2 separate regions of the Zea mays genome follow, and region 1 is linked to region 2. A link is a contact called in public Hi-C data. All regions are on one chromosome and are shown on one strand. The core of a region is the stretch at or near the end of the contact, and the rest is flanking DNA. Distances in the headings are between cores, read along the strand shown.

Region 1 (4,322 bases), core at 121-2,620, 290 kb after region 2:
GAGTTCCCTCTTCATCTGGTACGGATGAGATTGTTCCGAAGCAGAATACGGATCCGGGACGGAGGGTGATCTTGCTGTGGAAGGTGACGGCCATTGAGCTAGCTTGGATCGTCGACACACCCCCTACCTGGCGCGCCAGCTGTCAGTGTTTTGGGTCCGACCGCACACCCGGGGTTGCCCCTCAAGGTGTTTTTAGGAGTAGGACGGTGTCGCCGACTGTAGCAAAATGGTTCGTGCCAGATGCACGAGGGACAGTGGACAATGTTTACAGGTTCGGGCCGCTTAGAGATGCGTAACACCCTACGTCCTGGGGAGTATGCTTGGTGAATGAGGTTACAAGGTAGCTCTCTGAATTGAGAATGCAGAGAGTTGAGGTGGGCGGCTGAGTAATAGGGTCGATCGTTTTGAAGGGGTGCCCCCTAGGCCTTATATATTCGACCGTGGGGCAATACACGTGGATATGATAACTATGTGCACCTAAAAGATAGTGAACTTGTTTGAGTCTATCTTCCTATGATTTTGCCGACCTATCCTCGCCTGGATCCGCTGCATGGGGCTCCAGCGCGGGAAAGTCGGATCCTTGTTGTGGTCGCTTGCTCAACGCTGTGGGCCGTCCGGGCTTGCACCAATCCGGCCTTACGTCGATCTGCTTTACTGATTGTCCCTTCCTAGGCCCACGAAGGGATGGCCTTACGATTCATTGGGCCCTTGGACCTTTCGTGAGGTCTTTCATCCTTCTAGTGGACCCGGGGGATATCTGTCCCCCACAGAACCGTACACGACCCGACTATTCAACATTTCGGAATTTCAATATATGGACATAACACAATTCAGCATTTCAGCATGCATATCTTGTAGTTTCATCAACATACTCATGTAAAATAAATAGTGTCTTCTAGTAGCCACATATCCACATATCACAAATATGGTCAAACAGTAAATAGAAATATCTCTTAGTACATGTTTTATCATTTAAGCCCACAGACGGACAAGCATATGCTCGAAGATGAATTCCCCTAGAAGCCTGGATGCTGTAGTAAATCGGGTAACACAGTCCAATGGGTAATCGGGTTCGGGTTTAGCCTTCCCAAACCCGTATCCCATACCCGATAGGGAAATGATTTCTCTCAAATCTATATCTATGGAGATCAATTTTAATTCATATCCTAATTTTAATAGAGGAATTTCATATGGGTAATCGAGTTTCGGGACACATTGACATCTCTGTACGGAACCGTTCCATCGAGGTGGTTTCGGAACCAAACGCTAGCTGCCGTCGGGAAGCGACGCGAGCAGGTGATGTGCGGCGCCGTGGGCCCGTGGGCTTAGCTGGCGACATGGAGCCGGGAAGCGCGGGCGCGGAGCCATCGGAGGCCGGATGGCGGGCAGTCAGGCGCAGGCTGGACAGGATCCGGATCCCCATCACCCGGCCCAGCACGTGAGGGCGAGCGCGTGGGCCGCCTCCTGTCGGGACCCTGTTCTTTGTTTTTTTGAATGGTCAGGATTCTGCTGTGTGTTTCTCTTCGCGGCATGCCTTCAGTTGCCGATACTGTTGGTGACGTCACAAGTGGCGTCGACGGGACTGTTCAGTTTTCGTACACCTGTCTGTCGCCTGGGGATTTTAGCAGCACAAGGTATGTGGGTGGGTCGTGGCAATGCGCAAGCAACAGAGACCGACTACTAGGGATGAAAACGAAAACGGTAATTTTCGGATACCGGAAATCGTTTTCGAATATTTACCGAAATTTAGGTCTAAACGGAAACGGTTACCGAAAATACGGAAACGGAATCGGTAGAAAAACTCGAAATCGGAAACGGAAACGGTTTGGGTCTCTTCCGACCGTTTCCGGAAATTACCGTTTTTATTCGGTATTTTACCGTCGATAATAAATTCGGTATTTTTCAGAAAAAATATTAAATCTGAACTGATCTTTATAAATTCATAATAAACTCATCTTAGCTTAGAAAAATATAAAACTAATTTTATTATTTTTCTAAAATCAAGATCTATCTAATGGTATATAGTTTAGAATCGTCTGAAACTTTTATAAATCTTATTTATGTTTTCTTACCTCTTATTACTCTTGATACATATATTCATAATTTGAATGAGAACTTAAGAAGTACCAAGAGGACACTAATTATATTGACTATACCAAGTAGTAGGTGTATAAATAGAATGTAAGTGCCATATCATTATACACATCTTGATTCTACTTTATTTAAATACATAATAATGATTTTATTGTTTTATGATTTCTTACTTTATATATTTATTGTGGCCTGCTACCTTATATATTTATTATTAATTTTATATAAATGTATGACTTACGTGGATTTTTGAAGTTAATTGAGGGTACAAGTTACAGTTTTTACCGATCGAATTTTTAGATTCCGATCGTAACCGGTGTAATTTTCGTACCGAACTTTTGTTTCCGATGTTTCCGAATTACCGATATCGTTTTCGTTTCCGGAGTTACCGTTTTCGATCTCGTTTCCGAGGAAAAATATGAAAACGAAAATGGTTTTTGTGTTTACCGATCGTTTTCGACCGTTTTCACCCCTACCGACTACCGTACGGGCGGGGTGGTTATGCATGGGAAGTACGAGACTAATCCGATTCTGGATTAACTGAATTCATATCTCACACTCAATCTCATGGTGAGATTGAATCTATTATTTAATCCAAGTATCTCGTAAAAGTAGTTATTATTGTTTCGATCTATACATTCTAATATAAACCTGTGCAATATCTTTATGAATTTGTTACATACCTAATGAGTTATGGATATAACACATGTCTTCTATAATTTAAAAATTTCCTAAATCCTTGAGTTATAAATATTAAATCCATAGCGGGTCTAACCGAATAAAAGATTTTGAGTACGCTTAGATTATTTTAGAGTAGAGGTTGTGACATAGATTTAATTTTAAAATGAATAGATGGGTAGCTAAACCATTGATAATAGCAAAAAAGGACCGCAAATAGATGACTAAAATGGTATCTTGCTGTTGTAGTCAGCCTCATTCTTTCGGCCCTATCCATGTCCGCCAATCATTCCATATGCATGCATGCATGCATGCTGCCTTTCTTCGCTACAATGATTAGGTTCTGATTTGATAGATGATAGATATATTCATGGGTGACCGTGTACTTTAGGATGCATGCACGAAGCACCAGAGATTTCAGAGGGAGTACTGGATTTTTCTTCCCCTCAACATTCGTGCACTTTATTTATTTCCCATCTCTCTGTCATCTGCCGCCTCTCAATGTGCAAGTCGATCTCGTGTCCCAATCCTGCCTTGGTATCTGCACACAGCAAGCACACGATGCTGCACTGCACCACGTAGTACTGTACTAGCTAGTAGTACCAACCAACCAACTGCTTGCACGTCCTACTCGAACTCGGGACACATACGGGATCCGGCCTACAATGCCCGCCCGGCCACCTTCGATTTTGTTTCCGTCCAGCCATTTGCTGCCTCCTCCTGCCCTGGCCCCTGATCAGTGATCAGAGAAAATTTAGACTAGCTAAAAAGCACCCCTACCGTACCATCACTTGCTAGTACGTACCAAGCAGGTGACAGCTGCTGCTCTGATCCGGCCCTCTGGATCTCGTCAAATAGTACTGGCTGCTGGTAGATCTAGGTGTGATGATCGATTTGTAGTATTTGTTGCCACCTAATTAACTACCATGTAATTTTTTTTGACCTTAAACAAACATACTCCTCTAGATGCATGCATAAGTCAAAATCAAAGATTACTATATGTGCACTGTACTTTTTTTTATATAGAGACCAATCTTTTATTTATAAGGCGGGCAACTGTGATTATACCCTTCTCTAACCTTGCAATTATGATTTTACCCCTCGTTTTGAAAATGAAACCGTTGTTTGCCTCCCCTCTGAACACTGTTAGTGAAAATTAGAATTAATAATTAATAAAATAAAAAATGAGGGATAAAATCACAATTGCAAGGTGAGAGAATGGTGTAACCATAATTAATCCTAAAATTTAATTATGATTATACTCTTTTCTCACCTTACAATTGTGATTTTACCCCCTCGTTTTTTGTTTTTTATTCGCTAATTCTGATTTTCACTAATGGTGTTAAGAGGGAGGGGTAAACGACGACTTCATTTTCAAAACATACGGACAAAATCACAAAGTTAAAAAAGCGGGGGTAAAATCACAATTGCAATACCACATAAGGGTATAATCACAATTGCCTCTTTATTTATATGTAGACTGAATTGGGCACTAGCTTCTCAGAACACAAATAGCTAGCCCCAATATTGTTTCTCGGTACCTCCGTACGCCC
Region 2 (4,336 bases), core at 214-2,713:
AGCGAGGTGACCGAGCGGCGCCCGTCCGTGGTCCGTCCAGCGGCGGCGCGGTGAGCAGGGAGCTGACCGAGCTCGCCCGTCCGTGGTCCGTCCAGCGGCGCGACGAGCTCGGGCCTCGGGCGGACGGACGACGGGGAGTCGGGGATCGCCGGATGGGAGCTCGGGCTCGCCCGCTCGATCTGGCGTGAGGCTGTGTCGCGCAGCCGCGGTGACGGCGTCTGGCGGCTGGACGATGGAAGCCAACGCAGGTGGCCAGGACCCAGGTCCCAGGGTAGCAGCGACACGGCGCTCGGCTTGGAGGCCACAGGCCAAACGCCAAAGTGATTGGGCTGGCCGCTTGGGCCTGTTTATGTTTAATTCATTAATTGTTTATTAGGCTAAATATTACCGGGTACCCGGTAGCCGGGTACCCGTATCCGCCCGAGGCTGTCGGGTATTTACCGGGTACTGCTCGTCCCGTATCCGTCCCGTATCCGAGACGATTCTATCCGGGTAGTACCCGTATCCGTCCCGGATATAAAATTACCCGTATCCGTATCCGAAAAAACGTCCCGAATTAGTATCCGTATCCGGTACCCGGTCCGGGTACCCGACCCGTTTTCATCCCTACTTGCGGCAGACTCGGACCTTGCAGGCCGCACCGTATGCCGCTATTGCATGGTGGAACGGCTACATGTGGCGTGCTGGACCGGGTCAGACGGCCACCCCTGCCTTTCCTCTCTCGCACGTCGCCCCTAGCGCAGTCTTAGACAGCTCGGCCTAGAGATGGCAATGGGTAAAAACCCGCTGGGTATTACTTGCCCAAACCCGTACCCGCGAAGAAAAAATACGCCCGCTAAAAAACCCATACCCATGACGGGTATAAAATTTTGCCCAAACCCGTACCCATGTGGGTTTCGGGTACCCAACGGGTTTCCCATACCCACTAACATCAACATAAAAAATAATTCATCATGTAAATAACAATCAATACATTAATAAGCTAGCATAAAAGGAACAAGTGATAACTAATTTTAGCCTAAAATTTGTTACATGAAGTTTATTTCAATTAGAACATATTCAATTAATAATATTATGAGACATATTTATAAGGAGTGTTGATTTTAAGGCGGGTTTTAAAAACCCATGGGTTTGCGGGTATGGGTAGTGGAAGAACAAACCCATGCCCACGTACCCGTTGGGTTTCGATTTGAACCCATTAACAAACCCATGGGTAGAGAAATTGACCCAAACCCATACCCTAATAGAGCAAAAACCCACCGGGTTTCGGGTAGCGGGTACCCATTGCCATCTCTAGCTCGCCCCGGTGCAATTCTTCTGGCATGGTGCGAGAGTTTCCAGTGAGGCGGGGTTTCGGTGCAAGCGCTGCTGGCGTAGGCGCGGGCGTGCAGGTCGTGGGTGGCCATGCGGCGACCAACATCCTGACGCTGCTATCTAAGGTGTGGCCCAAGAAGGTCGAGGAGCTCACCGCCAGGGTCCACAACACCAGCACCACCGGTGGTGGAGGCCAAGGTCGGCGTCGGGTCCGCCACGCTACACGGTTCCTCGAGGCGTCCCTACGCAGCCTCGACGGCCACGACGACGTGTACGAGTGCGCGGGTGAGCGGTCACAGGGGTGCTAGATTCTTTTTCAACGAACATATCAACAACATCTCATACCGCTTGATTACGTAGAGGAATCGAAACCTGTCGCGTAGGACAGTTCGGCAAGGCCGGAGGACCTGCCGGCGTGGTGGAGAGTCGGTGCCGATCAGATCCACAACAACGTCGAGGTAGAGCGTGCTGATAACGTGTTGAGAACTACGTTACCACGGATCACCAGATCCGCACCCTTTCCTCCCGTCAGCAGATTAGGCGCGAGAAGTAGTGGAAGACTTGTATCCCTTCACAGAAGCATGACAGAGGAAACACACGAGACACGATGTAGGGTTGGGCCTTTGGCCTCTTTCTCTTCTCTGTCATATGAAGGGGTGTACATGTTGCTTATATAGAGATATGAGACTACTTAGGGATAAAACAGATATTTGCCCACATAACCCTAACTAGGGTTACTTAACAAAAGTAAGCACACAATCCAACTTACCCATGGAAACAAAAAGAAAAAGCCCATGAGTTACAGCCCGCAAATCTTCGCGTCCGACCTCTCGGCGGCGAGTACGGTGCCGACCCTTGCTCGCATGCGTTGGTTTTATTAGGTGGGCTTTTCTTTAGTGGGCCCTTTTATCATCTCAGAAAGCGAACCGTTATTTAGACTGGTATGTATAGGACATTAGGACTTGAGCTACGTCCTCGAGTCCAGCCATCATCCACAAAGGATGCGTCGTTGTCCAAGAACATTTTTTTTTCTCTTTCCGTTTTTATGTTTTCTCTTCTTTTTTCTTTAGATTTTCATCTTCTTCATTCTTCCTTTTTATGTTTTCATCTATTAATATTTTTTCTTTATCTCGTATGCTACATGTATTATTCTCTATTCTTGTTTTTTCATTTTCTCTATGTTTGTTTTGATTTCAAATTTTTGCAACATTTAATAGACGTTTTATTAATGGGAATGGTCTTATGATGTTATGGTGCTATTCGGTTGAAACTTTTCTGATTTATTTATTACTCAATAATATTCCGTACTGATATTACATATTGTATCTATTAAATAAGAGGTGATTCATTATCTTGTTCTTGTTCTTGTGGTGCGTTTGATTGGTTTATATTGTATTCTTTCTAAAAAAGTATTAATGTTTCACAGATATTATGTTGTGCAATGTTTTTATAATACCCGTGAGATGTTCTACAGTTTGTATTGAATTGTTTATGTAGTATACGTGTGATGATCTACAGTATATATTGGTATTCTCTTGTACTACAAACGAGATATTTTACAATTATCTCTAAGTATTCGCACAATATAAGGCCCTGTTTGGGAACAAAGTTTTTGGAAACCACGGTTTTTGAAATACTACAATATACTTTAGTCATGACAATACCACAGTTTAAACTACTACAGTTTTAGAATACCACAGTATTGAATACATAGATGTGTGGAAACAAAGTATTTTTTTGCACGCGGGAGAGATGCGCGCGCTGCGTTTTACAGAGAAAACTGAGGTATAAACCTAAGTTTAGAATAATTCAAAAGAGCTGCAGCATTTGTAATACTTTAGTTTTGAAAACAGAGATTTTAGCTGGCTTGCCAAACACATTTTGATATATAATACTACAGTTTTTGAGAATACTGCAGTATTCTTCCAAAACTTTGAAAAAACTTCACTCTCAAACACCCCCTAAGTGATTCTTCTATAGCATACTTCATGCTATTTAAATAGGTATTCATGTGATGTTCCTTTTGATATTCTTATATTTTGTGTACTAGCAATAGAGCATAAGGCTGGAGCTGGTTGGCGCAGCCTAGGCCCTAGGGTGCTGACCTTGTGGGACCTTAAGCATGTCCATTATGCCACCAATAGATGAGGGGAAAAATTCTCTGCAGTCAGCCGGCGGTAGAGATGTAGGCCTGCAGTTCTTTCAATTCATGATACGCACGATCGAAGCAGATAAAAAAAGTAAAGCCAGTAATTCACTCGATCATTAGTAGATGAACATGTATCATAAACCAAAAGAAATTTTCAGGGCTACTTATCTACAGTTGGCTGTAGAGATTTTATTTTATTTTTCCATGGATAACATATGGGCCAGGCCATCAGGACTGGCTAAACATGGGCTCGAAAATGCAGGGTCCAGTCCCATGTTGGGCTGGCTCGATAAGCACATGCCCTACAAGCTAAGCTAGGCCGAGCTATCGACTTTTGTGTGTGCGTTTATAATGATAAACAAATATACGATATATGTGAACGATTGCATTATATACTATCTTAAAGAAAAGGAGAATCAGCAACTGGCCGAACAATATCATTTATCACGAGTATATATGGCGAGGTTACCGCGGAACGCATATGCAAGAATTACCGGATATAAGAGCCCAGTTTGAAGCAGAAGATGAAAAGTCTTGAATTATTGATAATAACTAGCAAACGTGCTATATGATGGAACTTAATACGTCGTAAAATATAGAAGACAAAACTTTCGAAACTTAGATCATTACTAGCGAACATGGTGCGCAATGAATTCTAATATATTTTAAAATTAAATACCACAGTTAAACACGAGTTATTCTAATTCGTATGAGCACGGATCTTACACTTTGCTTTTTAAAATTAAATAGAGGTTTGAGACTATTTCCACTATTCGAATTATAAAATATTTTATTGTTTTGAGAATTTCTATGGTTTTTGTTTTTTTCTATTACGTCTATTCTCTATTATATTTAAGTGCACGACGCAGAAAT

The links. A called contact is a pair of places that touch in the nucleus more often than the background predicts.
Region 1: a contact with region 2 is called in a Hi-C map of tassel, with 7 times the contacts expected there. The contact joins two enhancer-like sites. A contact is called at or near these places in 2 of 25 Hi-C or Micro-C datasets (ear and tassel).

What each region holds. Positions count from the first base shown.
Region 1 is chr8:111,215,196-111,219,517 of Zm-B73-REFERENCE-NAM-5.0, forward strand. No RefSeq gene overlaps it. Among protein-coding and RNA genes, the nearest start is that of LOC103637181, 79 kb to the right of the region's middle. Within about 2 kb of position 1,371, at least 17 of the 20 cell types and tissues checked have an H3K27ac peak or open chromatin away from gene starts, as enhancers often do. A contact at or near this core is called in ear and tassel, where this site is marked.
Region 2 is chr8:110,924,563-110,928,898 of Zm-B73-REFERENCE-NAM-5.0, forward strand. No RefSeq gene overlaps it. Among protein-coding and RNA genes, the nearest start is that of LOC111590001, 37 kb to the left of the region's middle. Within about 2 kb of position 1,464, at least 17 of the 20 cell types and tissues checked have an H3K27ac peak or open chromatin away from gene starts, as enhancers often do. A contact at or near this core is called in ear and tassel, where this site is marked.